Regions from separate parts of the Zea mays genome. Here regions 1 and 3 are each linked to region 2. Evidence: chromatin contacts called from public Hi-C data. All regions are on one chromosome and are shown on one strand. The core of a region is the stretch at or near the end of the contact, and the rest is flanking DNA. Distances in the headings are between cores, read along the strand shown.

What was found. Hi-C and Micro-C count contacts between places; a contact is called where the count stands out from the background.
Region 1: a contact with region 2 is called in a Hi-C map of tassel, with 5 times the contacts expected there. The contact joins the promoter of LOC103650429 here to the promoter of LOC103650422 in region 2. A contact is called at or near these places in 7 of 25 Hi-C or Micro-C datasets (bundle sheath, ear, endosperm and 3 more).
Region 3: a Hi-C map of ear shows a contact between it and region 2, with 1.8 times the contacts expected there. The contact joins the enhancer-like site here to the promoter of LOC103650422 in region 2. A contact is called at or near these places in 2 of 25 Hi-C or Micro-C datasets (ear and tassel).

Annotation. Positions count from the first base shown.
Region 1 is chr3:98,730,912-98,734,566 of Zm-B73-REFERENCE-NAM-5.0, reverse strand. It overlaps LOC103650429 (E3 ubiquitin-protein ligase UPL1), which reads right to left and starts at 1,657. Exons shown (of 17, transcript XM_008675998.4): 1 at 1,441-1,657; 2 at 1,152-1,290. The coding sequence starts at 1,259.
Region 2 is chr3:98,518,626-98,522,525 of Zm-B73-REFERENCE-NAM-5.0, reverse strand. It overlaps LOC103650422 (U-box domain-containing protein 43), which reads right to left and starts at 1,382. Exons shown (of 4, transcript XM_008675994.4): 1 at 899-1,382; 2 at 1-205. The coding sequence starts at 203.
Region 3 is chr3:98,382,769-98,386,249 of Zm-B73-REFERENCE-NAM-5.0, reverse strand. No RefSeq gene overlaps it. Among protein-coding and RNA genes, the nearest start is that of LOC103650422, 140 kb to the left of the region's middle. Within about 2 kb of position 1,844, at least 18 of the 20 cell types and tissues checked have an H3K27ac peak or open chromatin away from gene starts, as enhancers often do. A contact at or near this core is called in ear and tassel, where this site is marked.

The sequences.
Region 1 (3,655 bases), core at 408-2,907, 210 kb before region 2:
TCTCCATCCTACTGTGTGCTACTGATATAAGAGAGACAAAATAATTTCTTGCAGTATAAAATTGTAGATGGAAAACAGCAAAGCTATGTAGGATGCAGGCCAAGACTACTTTCATAGATGTTTGCCTAGAAGTAGTTGCCCATAATATTTGATTTGGGAGATGTCTGAACACAGTTGAGTTCTCCAACCTGGAGGCCAAATTCAATGCACGCATAAATAAGAACTATTGTCACCTGCATTTTAGAACTAGATGGAAGTCCTTGAGATACAACTATGGAACATGGAAGAGAATGAATTTGAATGTCTGTGGCCTCAAGAGATCCTACAAGTGGTAGCACTATTGTTGGTGATGATTACTGGGACGAGCAAGAAACAGTATGATCTATTCCAGTTCTAACATCTTGCATAAGAATATGAAGCTATTGACATGTGAATTTGTTATGTTTTTTAGGTCCTACCAATTGTTTTAAGTATTGACACACACAGCTTGAGAATGAAAGGAGCTACAATTGTTATTTGATGGCTTAATTCGAGTTTTAATCCCTTTAAATCTGATTTTTTTTTTTTCTTGTGAAGTTGCTGAGATTATATTCCGTGTAAAGAAATATCACGTGAGTGACAATTCCAAATTAATTCATGTCATGTTGTATTGGTATGCAAAATTGTACTATTTTCACTTTAAAGGAAAACATATAGTATTATTGGTTTGATTGATGTAGGCGCTTATTCATCAACCAAGCAAGTCATCATCAGCACTAGGGGTCATCACACTCATGACAAACAATTTCTTCAGGAGAATCAGTGTTGCCAAAAACTTAGATTCAAGATGATTCTCTAGCCAGCCAGAAAAGCTCTAAAGAAAAAAAATTGTTGTTCCAAACAGGGCTAAAGTAATAGAGATTCTACCATCGCCACCTAGCACCCCTTCAAACAGAACTAGCCATCAATCCTGAGAGATCACAATTCACAAGCAAGCCCACAACAGAGAAACTAAACCCTAACTGATATACCAATAGACGATAAGTTTTATCCAAAACCACGAAAGGCAAGTCGCATACGCACACGCCCGTTCACTATCAAAACCCTAGAACGAAGGCGGCAATCAAAGCAGCCCGGATGCGAGGGGGCGGGGAAGAGAACAGGGGACTCACCGGCTCAGACTCGACCTTGATCGCAGGTGAGACAGCGCGGCTTCCAGCAAGGATCTGCTGCAGGCGCAACGGGAAGCTGGCTCTATGTGCGGCCGCCGCCGCCGCCATCTCCGATCGGAACCCCTTACCTGCTCGTCACCTGCAGAAAAAAAAAACCACCAGAACCCATCAGTGTAAACAGGACAAGAATCACCGCTAAAAATCCCGCGAAAACCCTAGGACGCCAGGTCCAACCGCCGCCCACCAGGGTCGGGAAGCGCGGGCGGCGGGAGGCTGGGCGCGCGCGTACCTCTAGTGTTTTGGGCCGGCGGCGGGGCACACACATCGGTCGCGGAGGAGGCCGACGGGAGAGCAGAGAGGTGGGGATTCAGAGGCGGCTACGTGAAGGAGAGGGAGAGAGAGGGTTGTGATTGTTGTTTGGGGCCGGGTGGTGTCGCTTTTTTTTCTGGTGAAGTGAAAGGATGCGCACTTGGCGCGGTAGGTCACGGGCACAGCGCGTGAGGGACGACGAGGCTCTCGAATAAGATGGGAAATTAATATTAGAAATTGATTTTTAATATAAGCTGCATCTGAAGATCATCATAGAAGCTGGAATCTCAAGTCCTAGACAAGTTGTGCCCTTTATCACTTCTTTTTATCTAGTCATGTTCTGATTAATCATAATGATCTGCATAAATTAATTCTGATGGGACTCAATATGTTACCCTAGTTTGACTATCTTTATATCTTGTTTACCACAAAATTTGGGGTAGTACCTACTATTGCTTTTATGTGGTTTTGGGTATAAAGATACATATTATTCATGATTATATTTTTATTATCAGTTGTTATTTATTGTTCATGTTAAGATCATTATGTTAATTGGAACATGGAGAACCACCCGGGAAAACAATGCTACCACAAGGGTGGTATGAGACGCCCTTGGCTGACTAATTAGGAAAGCTAGTGGAGGACTACCTTACCCGAAAGGTGCAAGGGCAGTAGAGGAGTGGTCAGTGTAGGGAGGTCATTGGGTTGGTTTTGCTACGATGGCGGTCAGGCGAGGGGTCCCTGCATTGGAGCTTCCTATAAACTGTAGCGGGTTTTCTGAAGCTAGTGGAACTTTGTAAAGGTCTCGTAGTGTTACCCTGCCTCGCCTCCTCGGTAGAGGTGTATGGGATCGGCTGTCTCTTGGCAGATGGGTAACATGACTTGTGGGTAAAGATGTGCAACCTCTAAGAGTGTAAAACTGGTATACTAGTCGTGCTCATGGTCATGAGCAGCTCGGACACTGACATGATTAATTTATGGAACTAAATTCAATTTGTCATATGCATTGTATCGCAGATGTTGTTATTACTTTTGTTCTACTACTTAATTGGGTTGGTATTTACTTATTGAAAGGGAAATAGGGTTTAACCTTTTCCTATAAATAATTTTGGTGGTTGAATGCCCAACACAAATAATTGGACTAACTAGTTTACTCTAGATTATATATTCTATAGGTGCATAAAGGTTCAACAAAAACCAATAAAAAGATTAAAGAAAGGGTTCAAAAAGAAAGGAGCAAAGAAACCCAAGTGTGCCCTAGTCTGGCGCACCGGACTGTCCGGTGTGCCACCTGACAGTGTTCGGTGCACCAGGACCGTACAACTCTGAACTAGCCACCTTCGGGTTTCTCCAGCGCCACTCCGCTATGATTTACCGGACTGTCCGGTGTGCAACCGGACTGTCCGGTGTGCCACCGGACTGTCCGATGCACCAAGCAAAGCAACGGCTCTCCAGCACAACGGTCGACTGCATAGTGCCCTGACAGTGCTATAGTACGCGACAGAAGTCAGAACAGAAGTCAGAGGCGCACCGGGCAGTGAACAGTGCCTGTCCGGTGTCACTAGAAGACAAAGCTCCAACGGTCGTCTGCGTCCGAACCCTAACGGTTGGGTGACGTGGCTGGTGCACCGAACAGTGTCCGGTGGCGTACCGGACTGTCCGGTGCGCCCATCGACAGCAGCCAACGGTTGTTTTGGTGGTTGGGGGCTATAAATATGTAACGCCCCGAATTTTGCAGTTGAATTTTTTCTTTTCTTTACTCGCCAAAATTCGGGCGTTACCTTTCCCTTTTCTTTTTCCCTTCGCTAAACCTTGACCTTTTCCAAAGTTCTAAGCGGGATTCGGTTTGGAATTCCCGTGTAAGAAAAACCCTAAATACTTTATGTTGTTTGATGCACCATGCCGAACCTTGCATTTCTTTTGATTGCTTTGAAAGCGCAATTGCATTCATGTAGAAAGATCGGATTTCGAAAATGTGGAGAAGATCTTTTCTTTCTTTTTTCTCCCTCTCTTTTTCTCTCCTCTTTTTCTCTCTCTCCCGCGCCGTGGGCCGACCCCGGCCGGCCCAGCCGCCCCTGGCGCCCCCCCCTTGGGCCCAATAGGCCCATGCCGCCCCCACCTCCCCTTTTTCCCCAAACCCTCTCCCTCTCCCTCTCATTTTTTCCCTCTCTCATTCTCTCCCTAGCCGCCGCCCC
Region 2 (3,900 bases), core at 133-2,632:
AGCCTCCTTCTGCTGCTAAGACATTCATTGAAGTACTTCAAAATGGCATCGCGTTCAAACGTAACACCACTGTCAATAGAGACAGGATCCCGCATAACCTGTTTGGTAAGCGGGCATAGGAACGACTCATATATAGGCTCAACATGCAAGCTGTCAGTGGCCTGTGACGTTGAATCATAATGGCATTCCTGGACGTCTGCCATCACTAGTGAAACACAGCAAACAAGTTATGAGATTCTATGTTAACAAGGCAGCATGTTGGTGGATAATTGCAACACATACGAACATGAATACTTCAAAGAGAAAAACAGAGATTCATGTCCATATCCACAATGAACAAAAGGAAATTGAATCAACCAAGTGGTATCATGATCCATGAAATGAATATCACCAAAAAAAACAATGGTAGCGGCTATAGCAGGGCTTTAACTTAGGGTTCTATAGCAAGACTAACTTAGGGTATGCCAAACCAGTGCTCCAATACATAATTGGATATAATCCAAAACAAAACAGTTCCGTATACATCTATACTATTATATTAAAAACCTAATTTTGGCCCACCCCACCCAACCCGACTGGTTCTCCCTAACCACCAGACTATATATATCTTAGTGTTTAAAAATAAACAAAATACCTCAATACATATTTATATGATATATAACAACCGTAGTAAACCACGAGCTAGTACAAGTATAAAACAGCTAAAAATGTAGCAATATAAATAGAAGTACTCGCAATACATTGAATGCAAAAAAAAAAATCTGCAACAAATCAACAATTGAAAAATGAATCAACAATTCCAACAGGAAAAACTGCATAAATCCTAGCCCAACCCGTGCTGTCCAGTAGAGCACAACAGCAACCAGCAAGCTAGGTTTGCAAATTGCACTTAACATACCTTGGGCTGTTGGGCAAACCCAGTGTTGGACCGTTGGATCCGCGGGCGTCGAGAACGGCGACGAGATGGAGGAGGCGCAGACGCGGAGGACTCGAGAGAGGACCACAGGATGGGATTCGCCGCCGGAATTCAATTTGCCTGCGCGGACTCACTGCCACCAGCCCTGTCGGCCGGGGCAGCCTTTCCGCCCTGTCGGCCGGTCGAGTGGCCCACGGGGAACGGGGAAAACTGAAAAAACCCGATCAGGCAGGACTCGGGGAGGAGGCAGCGGATCTGTGGCGACGGATCCGGCCCGCGGGGCCGAACGTCGAGCTAGCGCCTGCCGCCTGGAGGGACGAGAGGGGAGGGCAGAGGGGCTCGTCCGCTGCTGCTGCGAGGAGCGAGTTGGTGACGGGTGAACTAGCAAGAGAAGAAGGCAACCCGCGGGCCGCACGCGGCTCACCAGCACTGGACTGCACTGGCAGGCAGCTAGGGACGGCGATGAAACCATTCTTTTTATATTTTTACTCAGATTCGAATAGCTTCGAATGCACAGACAAACACGGGTATTTTCAGATGAAATATAGATAGCTATATATTAAATATAGAATTAGTCGGACATAGATATCATCAGTAATGAATTATTTTATTGGATACCGTGTAATGTGTTATTTTACACGTATCATGGTTGTTCCAATTATTTAGCTTATAAGTTACCAAAATTTTCTTTTTTAGAAAATCATGGTTGTTTAGGCTGTTTATGTATTTTAAATTGCTTTATGTAGAAAATCATCACACGATTTAATTGCAGCCAGAAGTTAATCACCGCAAGTGCAGTCTTGACTCTAGTACGCTTGGGTTCATAGAGAAAAGAAAAATAATTACAAACCAAAAATTACAAATACTACAGTGCACTTAGGCTCGCAGCCTGGGAGACCCTAGCGATGCCGGCCCAACCTACGTCTACGCTGCGATGGAGCCTAGGAAATAGAAACGTGGTGCCTAAGGTTCTTGGCGAGCGGAGCTTACGAGACAGTATAAGAAGACCCTTAACGACAGGTTATACGTGGGTGCCCTTTTAATATTAAATTATTTTTATGGGTAAGGTCTATCATTTGTTTGGATGTTCGGATAGTGGTTAGATATACGACGGATATCAGGTATATTATATTTGTATCTGATATCAAAATAAAATATTCATATTTATATCTGATATTGAAAAAATGTTTGGATATCTGAAAATTATGTCTGAACCGGTGTTCACCATCTTTGGATTTTGATTCGAACGGATATTTTTCAAACCATTTTACATCCATACAGGCGGCTGCAGAGACAGGCGGTGTAGAAGGCGTGGATTCATATGATCAGATTGATCAATCACTACTGGTTCGTTTAGCTTTAATCTATACCGACTTCTAATACTTCTATAATATTTTATCTTTATGAATTGCAGTTGCAGCAGTTCAAACAGCTGGCTTTGATCCGAAGCGAAAAGCTTGTTTCCGCGTACCCTGTGGCGGGAAAAGGATTGTTGAGACTACACAGTGAGTCGATCAACCTGACTCAAGATGACATGATTTTTTTAGTTCATTTTTTCGAGTGAAAATTGTTAAAATGGATCATCCTAGAGTGTCGCTTTTTAAAACAGGTCACTACTCATAACACCGGTAAAAATGGATCTGAGCATCCCACTCGTTATTTTACATACCTGACGAGTTAGTATCAGCAACGAATATGACTAGAATATCCTTACAGTCGCCGCCGCTAAGACATGAGCTTACGTACATATCTCAGACTTCACTAGGTGTCAAGGCTCCTCTGGCCAGCCATCCTGCTTCTGCTTCAACATATGAACTGGTGAAAGAAAGTTTTACTCGTATGTATCATTAGTAGTAACGTAGAACTAAAATTTGAAATAATGTAAGGTTACATTAAGATCACTTTATTCGATTCTTAACCAGGCTCTTCTGGTTGCTGATCGAGTCGTTGTCTTCCATATAAGTGCTCAGCTATATAAGTACATGTTATGGTTCTTAGTAACTCCCAGATACTCCTCCTATATGTGAAAACTGAAAAGCGTAGAGTACCTGACTCGGGAGGGCTTTAACTTTTTGAGCAGCAGCGATAGCATCTGGTGGCGCTCTTATATGCATCGTACTTATGTGAATGGAAGCTGTTGACCCTTAAGCAAGTTGCTTCCTCTCGCCATAAACAGATGGCAGAACTAGCCAAGTGTTAATAGACGACGTGCGCTGCTGGTAGAGTTTAAATGGGTAGTCTTTATGGATCACGACACACCCTAAAAACACAAAAGAACAGTTAGCCTAGTGGTCTAAGTGTTGTTTTTAACTAGCCAACCAGATTTCTGTTGAATAATTAGACAATTTTCAGATTAAATTCCGAATATAAATCATAACCAAATCAGAAGAACTGAAATAAAGAGTCAAATTAGGTGATGCGTACTGATCGGACATACTGATAGATGGCGCGGGCCGGAATCAGCAGGGCTGACGACGTCGAAGCAGCGAAATCAGCAGGGTCGACGAGGTCAAAAGATCACGAGCAGTCGTGTGAGGACGCTTCCTAAAAACCTTATTCGCCCTCTCCCGGTGCAGGATCTCGAGAGCGAAGGGTTCCTGAGACCTGCTCTCCTGATCGCAGATGCACGTCTGCGGTCGGGATGAAGAGAACTGAAGGCGGCTCAGCTGTGAAGAGAGGCGAAAGCGGAAACTGGGATGATTTGGATGCCGGCTGCCAGACGCCTTTTATAGGGCCGAGTCCGCGAACAGATAGCTATCTTCGATCTTATCCGCCCGCGAAAAACTCGCGTCCAGTTTAGATTTTATAGCGATCGGTTAGGATTCTAAACTTAACAGTCAAGCAACCAAAAATTCAAACGGCAAAAGGAAGTCACGCCCCCGCAAGGCGAGTGGCCGGATTTCGGCGGACCATTCACGCGCATGTCGTGCGCCCGCGCCCTTCGCCCCGGCCCGGCCCGGCCCGACCAAGCGAGCGCGCGTGTA
Region 3 (3,481 bases), core at 595-3,094, 140 kb after region 2:
TCCGTTAAGGCGAAGGTATAAATGTGACTAAATATTATGTTTTAATACTTGTATATTCACATAATAAAACATGTGAATATATTTTATACTTTATATTTCATTTTTCATTGTTGTCTTACAAATATGATCACGAAGGTGAAACCTTCGTGATATTTTACTTATAACCTTCGTCCGAAGCTCATTAAATCCTTGGGGAGATAATGCTTCAGCGGACGAAGGGCATTTATACTTAACATCTTTGTGTTGCCTTGTTCTTAATTCGAAGCATTTGAGAACAAGTCCCCAACACAGACTAGGGCAACCTATTGGGTCCCATCAAAATTAAACCTATGCATGAATAAATGATTATAAAGAACATTATTGGGTAATAATAGTGGTCAAGGGCACAACTTTCCTGGGACTTGATTCCAGGTACCAACTTGCTCTTCAGGTGACTCGTGACCTCACTCTAAACGTAGCAATACAAACAAACATGGTATAGGCATAATTATATCACACCAAACATAAGAACAAACTGCATAATAATAATAATCTATGCGTTGCTATGAGATCGTGGGATCGAGGACCACCAAGATCAGAGTTATGGTTACAGAGTTATAATTTATGGGAGATCTATGTGGTCCAAATATTAAACTATATTATATATTGATTAGTATACACCATATGAGAGAGTATTCTATGAATAATTAACTCAACCTTAATCTTAATTATAACTTGACTAGAGATCATATTTTAACCAAATTATAATTATGGATAGGTTAGCTTTGGTTTAGAAAGTTAATCTAGTAGACATAGGATAATTAAATATCTAACTATAAAAGTATGGAACATGGTATAATTAATGTTGTTACTGCGTAGTAAATATTTATACGAAACTAACACATTTTGAATGGCTCAAATCGGAGTTAAAATGGATTAAATATGAGTTAAACAAGTTTCAAGATTTATTTTTGTACTAAAAAGTCATTTTCTAATTTAATTCCTCAATTTCCAGAAATCCAGGGATCGCGGCTACTAATTTATGTAAGACCAGGGGTTATAATGCAAATTTAGGGACCTATATGCACTGATCTTTATATACTGATGGATTGCGGGTTAGTTTTCCTAAAGTACAGGGTCGCTTAAGTAAAAGAGCAACCGCGAAGGGGTATTCTTCCCGGTAATCGCCGCCGTTGTTGGCTAGATCAATGATTCTTGCGAGACTCCCATCAACCACTCTCTTCTAGGTTGCGCGACCCAGTTAAACGGGGCGGCACGGCGGTGCCATTGCCGGAGTACGGCCGCCCGATGACTCGGCGCACAAACCTCACCGAAAACTACTACACAACGTTAAGGTCCAACATAAATCAAGTCCCAGCTTCTTATCGATGATTGTGGCACAGGTTGTCATGGCCACGGTGAAGGCGTCGCGGCGACGGAAGACCTCCATCGGCGAGAAATTCACAGCGCACAGGTGGACTTCACACCCAAATACGGTTGCGCCCCGGTTCCTGGTGCCGCAGCGAAGCTCTACGAGTCATGCTCATGCCCTGGATGATGGTCGTGGAGGGAGCGACCGCGGCGGCCAATTCCTCGCTCCCGCCCATGGCGGTGCTCGGCGACGGGGTTCACCAGGGCACGGCTAGATAGGATGGATGCACAAGAGGATAGCGACGCCCGCTATTTATACCCGCGAGGGCTCCGCAACGGCCCGAGAATGGGGGGAACGAAGACTGGGTTCTCGGCCCGGGTCTCCCGTGCTTCGTTGCGAGAAAACGGGGAAGAAGGACCTGACCGCGAGGCCCCACGTGTAAGCGTCTTAGGGAATGGTGTGCCGTGCGGTGAGTGGCATAGACGTGAGGGAACGTGGGCTGATGACATGCGGGTCCCACATGTCGGCGCCCACCTCTAGCTGGGCCGCGCGGGCAGTATAAGGCCTGTGCTTCTTGGGCCGGCGCGACAGATTAGGCCCAGGTGTGGTTTCCTGACTTCTTTTTTCTTTTATAATTTCTGCTTTACTTTCTAAGTATTCAAACTAAATTCAAATCCCTATTTTGAATTTCAGATTCCAAGTGTCAAAATTAATACTACTGTGAATATAAACCTTACTGTTTATTATAATATTTTTTTATTCTTTTCCTTATTATTTATTTATGGGAGGAATAAATGTCTTAATTAAAATTTTCTTTTCCAGGAAATGTATCACCAAAATTATCTTCAAGAGATCAACCTTCCTTTATCTATTTATTAGTCATTTAACTAATTTAGTATTCTCAATTGATTATGAAGAGGATATGTCCTACTATATTCCAAAGGTTTCAAAAAAAATCTAGAACCATTATCATTAGTATTCTTATTTCTTTATTTTATTATTATTATTTACCAAATTTTGGGCTTTACACAATCCTAGCTCATCACTAGTGCCGCTCGGGGCCCGTGTAACGGACATTAGGCTGCGTTCACACCATCCTGATACTGCTGGAGTCCTTTCGTGTGCTGCTTGTTCTCCTGATGCAGGGGAGCTGACATCCCCTCCTTGAGATGGTGCTTGCCCAAAGAGACCGCGGCAGGGAACATGAGCTTGAGCGCAGCCTCGTCCTCCCAAGACGTCGAACCAGCGTCTAGCCCGGTCCAACATACCAGGACCTGATCGATAGAGGAGCCATCACGTGAGACAGTCCTACGATCCAATATATGTGCAGGTTATTGAAGAGCAAGATCAGTCGTTGGAATGGTAGGACTCACCTACTAGGAGGGTGGAGGCTTGGTTTTAGCTAGGAACACAGGGAACACCAGGTGAACGACTACGAAATCCAAGAGGCACAGCTTATACACCACCTTGCCAACTTTCTAGACAATCTCAAGAGGACCAAAGAACTTGAAACTAAGCTTGTGGCATGCTCTGGTAGCCACAGACCCCTGAATGTAAGGTTGAAGCCTGATGTAGACAAAGTCATCCATATAGAACTCGAGCTCTGTACGACCTTTGTTAGCTTGGTGTTTCATGCATTGTTGAGCTTGTAATAGATTCTGTTTGATCACACAAAGCATCAATTACTTTTGAGTCAGCCAAGTCTACATGGGTAATAGAATTTGTAAGAGGGATACCGAATTGTGGAGGAGGATGGTGATAGTCGCCTAGAGGGGGGGTGAATAGGGCGAAACTGAAATTTACAAAGTTAATCACAACTACAAGCCGGGTTAGCGTTAGAAATATAATTGAGTCCGAGAGAGGGTCAAAAACAAGTCGCAAGCAAATAAGAAGTGTGACACGCGAATTTGTTTTACCGAGGTTCGGTTCTCGCAAACCTACTCCCCGTTGAGGAGGCCACAAAGGCCGGGTCTCTTTCAACCCTTCCCTCTCTCAAACGGTCCCTCGGACCGAGTGAGCTTTCTCTTCTCAATCACTTGGAACACAAAGTTCCTACAAGGATCACCACAAGATTGGTGTCTCTTGCCTCAATTACAAGTGAGTTTGATCGCAATGAAAGAATCAAGAAAG